Linked DNA regions of Oryctolagus cuniculus: region 2 is linked to region 1. A link is a contact called in public Micro-C data. All regions are on one chromosome and are shown on one strand. Each heading gives the region's core, a stretch centred on a gene start, on an enhancer-like site or on the middle of the called end of the contact. The rest is flanking DNA. Distances are from core to core; before and after follow the strand shown. Region 1 has its middle 65 kb from the start of ERBIN. Region 2 holds the start of ERBIN (erbb2 interacting protein).

Region 1 (4,877 bases), core at 2,057-4,556:
AGACTTTCCCATCCTATGTCTCGTCGCCACAGTTCTCTTCTCCAGAGGCAACCGATATTACCAGTTTCCTGTGAGTTCTTACAAAAACGCACGCTGCATCCAGCAACGTAAGCACGTGGTCCTGTTTTACACTAAAGCTATCACAGGACACAAACCCTCACCTTGTTTGTCTACTGAGAGTAATCTGTATCAGTAACACAGAACTGCTTCACTCCCGCAGATAACTACATAGTGCGGTATTTTGCACATTTGAGATTGGATCTGTGGGTTAGAACAGCTGTGGGCATCTTACTTTTCCCCTGTTCTGTGGGAATGCCTGTTTCCCCACACTCCCACCAATAAAGAGCTAACAAACTTTCTAGTCTTTGCTAGTCTTTAAATAGAAAATGGTATCTCCTTGTGGCCTTAAATCTTGAATTTCTCTTAGTATAAGAATAACTTTATATGTAATGATTCTTTTTTTATTTCCTGACCTGCAAACTATGATTAATCATTTTTCTTATTGTTTTATAAGAAATCTTTCTATATTAAGGAAATTAACTCTTGGAGTATGAGATGAGTCTTTTTTTAAAAAAGACTTATTTATTTATTTATTTATTTGAAGGCCAGAGAGAGAGAGAGAGAGAGAGAGAGAGAAAGAGAACCTTCCGTATGCTGGTTCACTCCCAAATAGCTGCAATAGCCAGTGCATTATCAGGAAGCGGGATTGGAAGTGAAGCAGCCAGAACATAATCTGCTGCACCACAATGACAGCCCCATGTTTTAATTTTTTAAAAAGATTCATTTATTGGGGTCGGTGCTGCACTAGGCCCCTGCCTGTGGTTCCAGCATCCCATATGGTCAATGTTTCTAGCCCAGCTGCTCCACTTCCCATTCAGTTCTCTGCCATGGCCTGGGAAAGCAGTGGAAGATGGCCCAAGTGCCATCTCCAATAAATAAATAAATAATTTTTAAAATTTTCGTTTATTTATTTGAAAGGCAGAATGGCTGAGAGGGAGAAAAAGAGTGGGAGACAGAGACAAAGATTTTCTGTCCTCTGGTTCAAATGTTTCCCAAAATGAAAGTGGATTCATACATAGCAATTTAAGTTCTCATACATATTAATTTAAAAATACCATGAAGCAGATGTTTAGCTTAGTGACTTAGATGCTGGATAGGCTGCGTGCATCCCACATCCAAGAACCTGGGTTTGATGCCCGGCTCCAGCACCTGACTCCAGCCTTGTGTTAATGTAGAAGATGGGAGGCAGTGGAGATAGCTCAAGTAATTGGGTTCCCAGCACCTGGCTTCAGAATGGCTCAGCCCTGGTCATGATGAGCATTTGTGAAGTGCATCAGTGGATAATTAGTTTTTTTAGAAAATATAAACTTGGGGCTGACGCTGTGGTGTAGCAGCTAAGGCAGTACTAGCATCCCATATGGGTGCTGGTTCGAGTCCCAGATGCTCCACTTCCAATCCAGCTCTCTGTTATGGCCTGGGAAAGCAGTGGAAGATGGCCCAAGTTCTTGGGCCCCTGCACCCATGTAGAAGACTCAGAAGAAGCTCCTGGCTCCTGGCTCCTGGCTTCAGATCAACACAGCTCTGGCCGTTGCGGTCAATTGGGGAGTGAACCAGCGGATGGAGGATCTCTCTCTCTCTCTCTGACTCTCCTTCTCTCACTGTGTAACCCTAACTTTCAAATGAATAAATAAATCTTTTTAAAAAAGTATAAACTTATCTTTGTAATATAATTATTACCCACAAAACAGGAAAAATAAAGAATGAGGATAAATTACCTGTAATCTGGTCACTCCAAGATGACTACGCTAAGCCTTATGGAATAATACTCCCGTCTCTTTCCTAGCCCCCATCACATGGCTATAAATCATATGTAATCATAATTGTGTAAAATATATAGTGGTATCCTAGTAACATAATGTTAAGTGACCATAGAATAACGCTGAAAATAAAATAAATTATCAGGGGCAGGTATTTGGTATAGCAGTTAAGATGCCTTTAACTCATATTGAAGTGCCTGGGTTAGAGTCCCAACTCCACTCTCCATTCCAGCTGCCTGCCGATGCATACCTGGGAGACAACAGATAATGGCTCATGTAGTTGGGTTGCTGCAACCTGAGTGGAAGACCCAGACTGAGTTCTTGGCTCCCAGCTTCAGCCTGGTTTAGCACAGCCAATGTGGATAAGTTTTGGAATTGAACTAGTGAAAGAGAACTCTCTGTCTTCTGTGTCTGTTTTTCTTTTTCTGCATCTGTGCCTCTCAAACAGATAAATAAAACTTTTAAGATAATAATAAGTAAATAAATAATCGGGGCCAGTGCTGTGGTGTACCGAGTTGAAGCCCTGGCCTGAAGCGCTGGCATCCCATGTAGGCAACGGTTCGAGTCTCGGCTGCTCCACTTCTGATCCAGCTCTCTGCTATGGCCTGGGAAAGCAGTGGAGGATGGTCCAAGTCCTTGGGCCTCTGAGCTCACGTGAGAGACCTGGAGGAAGCTCCTGGCTCCTGGCTTCAGATCTGCAAAGCTCCGGCCGTTGCGTCCATCTGGGGAGTGATCCAGCGGATGGAAGACCTCTCTCTCTGTCTCTACCTTTCTCTGTAACTCTGTCTTTCAAATAAATAAAATAAATCTTTAAAAAAAATAAATAATCAATGCCACCTCTTATCTGATATAAATTATTATTTCTTTTAAGACAGAGAAGAAAATGTGGACATATGTTCCAGGGACTTAATGTACAAATAATAAGTCTCATAGAACCCAAAACAGTGTGTCTTATTAGCATGGAAAGGGACCAACACCTACTTTTTAAATTAGCACATTTTATTTTGATTTATCTATATGGGATTTTCAAAAAAATCCATGGGAAATACATATTATGATAAAATTAGGCATGGACTTCAAAATTGTTTTGCTACAAAACAAACTCTTTTTCCAGGAATTTTTTGGCACCTTCTTATCCCACTCCAGCCCCAGTATGTTCGGTGGTGTGCTAGTAAGAAAAGGGCTTTGGCTGAGAGCCTAGGGACTTGGGTTATAGTCCCAGCTTGGCAGGAGCTGTATGATCTGGGACTGCCTCTTCATCCTGTATTCTGCCTCATGCCTGCTGGGAATGCCATAATGTGCTTCCATTTGCCCTTGCCTGATGCATGCCTGCCCCTGGAGCTAGGGACCTAATCAGCCCTTCCCACCTTAAAAAGACCATGCATGAGTCAGAAAGGGGTTGCCAAAGACAATTCCATGGGACGGTCTATTACCAGAAGAGGAAACGTGCTCTGAGTAGGCAAATACTGCATGTTCACCACCTCCAACTAGAAATGCAGCTGCTTTCTCTGTGTAGTCGAGGAGCTGGTGTGAAAAGCAAAAGCTCAATTCTTGTTCTCCCTCGGTCGGTCTTCACAGAATTATAACCGCAGGATTACGCGAATTAAAGTGAGAGATGGTCTGTGTTCTTCCTTCCTCTTCTGAGCTGTGATACTCATTCCTTAGGACGCGATGGCAATTTCATGGTTCAGAGCAGGAGTTATAAAGCAGCTTCCGGAGCGACTTTCCTGTTTTTGTGAGCTGTCTGTGTATACTTCCTGCAGCGAGACTGCTGTATTCATAGCAACATACGCCCTGAAACAACATACTTCTCTGACCCCATCACTGTCTGTGTCTTCGGGAAAGCTCTTACGTGTTACTGGGTGTTAAGAATAGTTTATTCTTCATTGTGCAGTTGCCAAACTGAGTTTATTTTTACTCAAACTGCATATGACCCGCCCAATACAACGACTCGCCCGAATTCAAGTTTTGTTTTGTTTTGCTTTTACAACGTATCTCCTTATTCTACAACTCTGGGGGAGGAGTGGTCTCACAGGGAGGTACAAACATGCTTTCAGCTACATTTCACCCCAAGAACTGTTTTCTCTCCAGTCTCTACTTCAAAGATTATTTTTAATGGGGCTGGTTCCGGCCAGAACATCCTGGCAAGCCCTTTAAATTATATATTATATTTATATTTATATTTATTAGATGTTATCTTATTCTGTTTGTATAATTAACCTTTAAACTTATTAATTATATAATTATATGTATCTCCATTAGCAAACTGGGATAATAATAGTGGCCCCCTATCTCGGAAGGTTTTGGGGCAGATTAAAATAAGATAATGCACATATACAGTTCTTGCACAGACCACAGGATCATGAAAGTTAGCTATTGTTATTATCTAAAAAAATATATAATACCTACCTCAGACGGTTGTTCTAAGGATCAAAGAGATATGGAGCATTTCACATGCATATATATATATATATCTAGATACACATATGTATACATATCTAAGCATATAAAATGTTTAACATAGCGCTTGGCACAAAGAAAATATTTAGAAGTAGTTTTTGGTGCTGCTACTAATAGAAGAAACTGCGGGTTCTTTTTTTTTTTTTAAACTGTTGCCATGACCTTTACTCTTTTTTTTTTTTTAACGATTTATTTATTTATTTGAGAGGCAGAGTTATAAAGAGGCAGAGGCAGAGAGAGAGAGGTCTTCTATCTGCTGGTTCACTCCCCAGATGGCCGCAACAGATGGAGCTGTGCCGATCGGAAGCCAGGAGGTTCTTCCAGGTCTCCTACATGGGTGCAGGGGTCCAAGGACTTGGGCCATCTTCTACTGCTTTCTCAGACTGTAGCAGAGAGCTGGGTCAGAAGTGGAGCAGCCAGCATTCAGACTGGCACCCATCTGCGATGCCAGTGCTGCAGGCGGCAGCTTTACCCGCTACGCCAGAGCGCCGGTCCCTTAGGTTCTTTTTTTGGCAGTGCAGAGGGAGGCAAAGACACAGTGATCTCCCATTTGCTGGTTCATTCCCCAGCTGCTTGCAACATCCAGGCATGGGTCAGGCC
Region 2 (5,044 bases), core at 333-2,832, 64 kb after region 1:
GAAGCAGAGCAGAGGCGGGGGTGGAGGGAAGGTCTCCCCGTACCCATTCCGCTCCTCCTCCGGGTAAAACAAGGCCGTCTGTCAACATATTTAATGCGGCAACTGCAACAACTGTGCAATATTATGGCTCACGCTCTCTATGCCGTATGTGTTGACAGGACGCTAAAGAGTCTCTCTCTAAACGCAAAAGCCGCCAGGATGAATTACGAGGGCCAGCGCAAGCCAACCGCTGCGCCACCGAAACCACTGGGCTGGGGAGCCTGCGTCGCCTTCAGAGGGCAGCCGGCGTTTCTTCTAACAAAGGCGCGAGCTCGAGGCAATTTCGCGGGCCATTTTCCCCCGGCCAGCGCCAGCTTTGTCTCCGCGCCGGTGCGAGGCCGAACCCTGGAGGAGCCCCAGCTGCGCGGCGGGGCCAGCGAGCGAGCGAGGGCTGGCGTGGGAAGCTCGGCTGGGCCGCTGCGGCGGCGGCTTGCAACCCGAGCGTGCCATTACAAGAAGTTGGAGTGCAGCGGCCGCAGCGGATACCTGCTGCCTGCAAATCGGGGCTGGACTCGAACAGCCCCCGGCGCACCGGCCGCTGTGTACAAAGAAACTCAACCGGCCAGCGCGGCGGCGGCGGCCTGAGGGCTCTGCGTTCCCGGGCCGAGGTCGGCGGCGTCGTCTGCGTTCGCCACGGGCTGGGGAGCCGGCGTGCGCGGGGGGTCACGGAGCCCGCAGGCAGGCCCCCGGGGACCGGCGCCCGAGCGGGCCTCACGCCGCGCCCGGCACGCGAACCCGCGGACGGCGGGGCCCCTCCCCCCAGGCCCCGCCGCCCCCCGCCGCCGACGTCGGCCGCGCGGCCCCCGCGCGCGCGCGCGCGCTGACTGGCTCGCGCCGGCCTCCGGCCCGGCTGTGGGCGGTTGGGGCGCAGCCCGCGGGAGGCCGCCCCGCCCCCTCCGCCGCGCGGCCGCGCGCAGCCTCTCCCCCCTCGCCGGCGGGGCGGTGGCGCCGTAGCCTCCGCCGCGGCCTGCGCGGCGGTCACTCCCCTGCGCCCCAGCCCCACTCCTCCTCCTCCTCCTCCTCCTCCTCGTCGCTCTCCGCTCCCTCCCGCCGGGCCCCTCCCCTCGCCGTCTCTCGCCCGAGCGAAGGTGGCGCGGCGGCGCGGGACGCAGCCTCGGCCCCCGCCGCGGCCCCGCGAACTCGTGAGGAGGACCGGGCTGCCGCCCACCCCAGCCCCGCGCCCCGTGCGGCCGCCGCCGCCGCCGCCGGGGAAGAAGCAGCAGCAGGGGAGTGGCGGCGCGGCGGCGGGAAAGCGAGAGGCGGGCGAGCAGGGAACGCTGCGAGGAACGGACAGAAGGACGGCCGGCCCGACGAGGGCGCCGCCATCGAGCCTGCCCGGCCCCTCGGCTCCGGGCGGCGGCGGCGGCGCGGGCGAAGGGCGCGGCAGGCGCTAGCGAGACAATAACCGGCCGCTCGGCTCTGGGGGCGGCGGCGAGGAGCAGGGCCGGCCTAGCGCGGCCGCGGCCCGCCGAGCGCCCGGGCGGCGTCTCGGCCGCCGCCGCCGCCGTCGGGGGCGCGGGGCGCGCGGGGCCCGGCCGACGGCGCCTCCCCTCCCCCTCCGCGGCGCGCGCGCTGGGGTTCCGGGTTCCCCTGGACGGAGCTGGCTCCTGCCTTGCGCCGAGGCAGGAAGTGAGTTTCGCACGGCAATTCCGGGCGGTGTCACGAGTGAAAAAGTTTTTTTTTTTTTTTTTTTTTTTCCTCCTCCTCTCGGCGGAGATCCTAGTTGGGGCTGGGAAACTCCTGCAAACTCGAGACCAGGAAGCCAGCCCGCATCCCAACCCCCACCCGGGCAGCCTACTCTGCTGCTGCGGGCGGCCGCTGCACATCCGTTCTCACCGGAGAGACTCGGCTGGATGCGAAGTGACTAACGCGGGCGAGGGAATCATGGGCAGCGAAGCCTGGAAAAAGCAGCCCTGAGACGCCGTCCGGCCGAAAGGTAATTTTCGCGAGAAGCGTCTGGAAGACACACAGTGCACGGACCGGAAAAGGGGCGATCCTTTTGCCCAAGTTTCCGTCAGTTCTTTGCTCGGATCGGAGCGCACAGTGTTCTAGGTGGTGAAGTGGGAGAGCTGTGTGTGTTTTGTTTTGTTTTGTTTTTTAAGCCCCGGTCTGCCATCTGGGCTGTGGTTTGTGTAGAAGCGATGGTAAGAATGCAGTGGGACGGGAAGTTTGGGCCGCCTGGAGAAAGAGTGCCTTTGTTGAGCGCGAGCTCCAGAAGTTTTCGTTTTCTGGAGCCTCTGCGAGGTGTGCGAAGCTCCTGTCTGGCGACTTGGTTGGGAGGAAAGTTCCGTCGATTTGCGGCTGTTGAGATGGCTGCCGCGTTTGTTTGTGCTGATAGCGATGGTTTTGGCTTTGGAGTTCATCGCGCAGAGACTGTTTTTGGTTCAGAGCCTTGTTGCGTCTAGTTTATTGGATTTTAGGGACAAGCAACTTTTTGCCAGCTTTAGTTTTCAGGGCAGGTAATGTTTTTTTTTTTTTTCACGTGTGTTAACTTGTCCTTTTCAGGTGTTGACTCCTAAAATATTTCCTTCATTAATTGAAAGCAAGCGTCTGCTAGACTTTTCTTGTGACTGAACCATTAGGATGGAGAAGGAGGGAGTGAGGATTACAGATGAAGGTGTGTAATTAAAACGCAGCTTGATTTGCTCGGACTGCCGTGCAGGTCAGCACTGACTATGTAGGGAGGGAAGTAAAACGCTTCAAAGATTTTCTTGGGAACCACACTGATTGGGATATAAAAAAAGCTGTGCCTTTGAATACTAGGATATTTAGATTTTTGTGTTGGCCCAAATGTTTCGTTCGGTTCGGCCTAATAAGGGAGAGGAACTTAGTGTGGGGCAGGACTCCGTGAAGCGTGACAGACCTACTAGCAGCAGGCAGAGCTCTGAACACCCCTGAGCCAATGGGTAGACTTCCTAGAGTCAACGCGTTTGGGTCATGGCAAACCCACTCCCTGCTTTCAGCGGCGTTTTAGTGTCTTAAGTTTATTTTTTTCCCCAGTACTTTTGTGGTAAAGGTAGTGAAAAAATATTGTATTTGTGAGTAAATGCTAAGAAAATATGATCATCTGTGGAATCATTTTAATATAAATCGATGCCTAGTTTATCAAATACTAGCAAAGTAATTACTGTAAACCCCAGGAGAAAGAGCTGACTTCCGTTCAGAGAGAAAAGGTAAATTTTAAAATCAGGATCAAATTATTTCACAACTTGATATTTGCTACTTCGTCTTTTAAAAGTACTTTTCAAAATGGGAGACTTTTAACTGTATTGCTTTGTTTTTTTTTTTTTTCTGAGAGTGTGATTTCTGTTTTTTTTTTTTAATTGTGAACCATCATATAATTCCTTTTAAGCCAAATTAGCCTTATCAAGGAATTTAAAGTGCACAGCTGATCTACTTTATGAATTCAGACCATGTATTAGGCAGCAAAGGAGGTTGTTGTTGGGCATCTGAAAGAATGGAACAAAATAAATGACATTGAACTTCAGTTTCCTTATATGGTTCATACTTGGCCTCAGAGCAACAAAGCCATAATAGAGCAAGTTTGACCCAGAATTACCACTTTACAAAGGTATTTGTGTTCATAAATTTTATGTAAAAATTATTGTAGCACCTGATAATGACTAAACACCTGATTTTTGATAAAGTTCTTGGTTTCCCCCCTCCTCCTGGAGAAGAATGGTATGTTTGCAGGCAGGCAACACATTTTTAAAAATGAGGTGTTAACTTTTGTAATTATCTTTGGTTCCTTTTTACCTCTTAATGATGCATAACTTTCTTTGTGGTTTACTTAAAATTCTGTTACTTAGCATTAACAGACTAAATTTTAGGTTTTGCACTGTTGAACTGTATATTCCAAAATTTTGTTTAAAATGTGAGGTTTGAAGAGATGTTTAGAAAAGCAGTCAGTTAAAATATTTTAAGTGACTTCAGGATCTGGGTATTCTTAGTGTTGTATAGACTTTCTTAGGATAAATTATGTGTTTACTTATTTGCACAGAATACAATTTAAAAGATATGTTTGTTGAAGGTAATCATGAGTTTTCAGAACTTCCACCAATTCAAAGTACTAAGTTACAGAATCACTTTGCCGCTTGAGGTTAAACTGTAACAAAAATTTATGTATAAAAAGCTTACAGAGGTTCAAATATGGGAGCCAGATTTTCATTGTGTGCTGTTAATTAAGTGATGACTATAGAGACGTATCATTGGTAAATCACTAAAATTCAGTTACTTTTGACCTTGATGATGTTGAAGTATTGGTAATAAATGATAGCTTCTTTTTTCATTTTTCAAAGATTTTATTTATTTGAAAGGTAAAATTACAGAGAGGCAGAGAAGTCTTCCATCCACTGGTTCACTCCCCAAATGGCTGCAGTGGCTAGAGCTGGACTGATCTGAAGCCAGGAGCCAGGATCTTCTTCCAGGTCTCCCACTCTGGTGTAGTCCAAGGACTTGGGACATCCTCTAATGCTTTCCCAGGCATACTGACAGGGAGCTTCTTCTGAGTCTCCCACATAGGTGCAGGGGCCCAATGTCTTGGGCCATCTTCTGATTTCCCAGGCCAAAGCAGAGAGCTGGATCAGAAGTGGAGCAGCTGGGACTCGAACTGGCGCCCATATGGGATCACAGCCAGTACTGCAGAGGTGGCTTGCTATGTCACAGCGCCGGCCCCCTCTATTTTGTTTGTAAAACAGAGTTACAGAGAGGCACAGGCAGAGAAAGCGAGATCTCCCATCTGCTCTTTCACTCCCTAAATGGCTGCAATAACCAGAGTTGGGCTGATCAGAAGCCAGGAGCCAGGAGTTTCTTTCCAGTCGCCCACATGGTACAAGGGCCCAAGCACTTAGGCCATTTCCTACTGTTTTCCCAGGCCATAGCAGAGAGCTGGATTGAAAGTGGAGCAGGGGCTGGGACTGTGGCACAGCAGGTAAAGCCGCCGCCGGCATTGCCGGTATCCCAGATGGGCGCTGGTTCGAGTCCTGGCTACTCCACTTTGAATCCA

Evidence for each region. A called contact is a pair of places that touch in the nucleus more often than the background predicts.
Region 2: a contact with region 1 is called in a Micro-C map of ear pinna, with 4 times the contacts expected there. The contact joins the promoter of ERBIN here to the enhancer-like site in region 1. A contact is called at or near these places in 2 of 6 Hi-C or Micro-C datasets (ear pinna and psoas muscle).

The regions. Positions count from the first base shown.
Region 1 is chr14:86,798,910-86,803,786 of mOryCun1.1, forward strand. No RefSeq gene overlaps it. Among named protein-coding and RNA genes, the nearest start is that of ERBIN, 65 kb to the right of the region's middle. Within about 2 kb of position 3,307, at least 3 of the 8 cell types and tissues checked have an H3K27ac peak or open chromatin away from gene starts, as enhancers often do. A contact at or near this core is called in ear pinna, where this site is marked.
Region 2 is chr14:86,864,700-86,869,743 of mOryCun1.1, forward strand. It overlaps ERBIN (erbb2 interacting protein), which reads left to right and starts at 1,583. Exons shown (of 23, transcript XM_070056803.1): 1 at 1,583-1,975.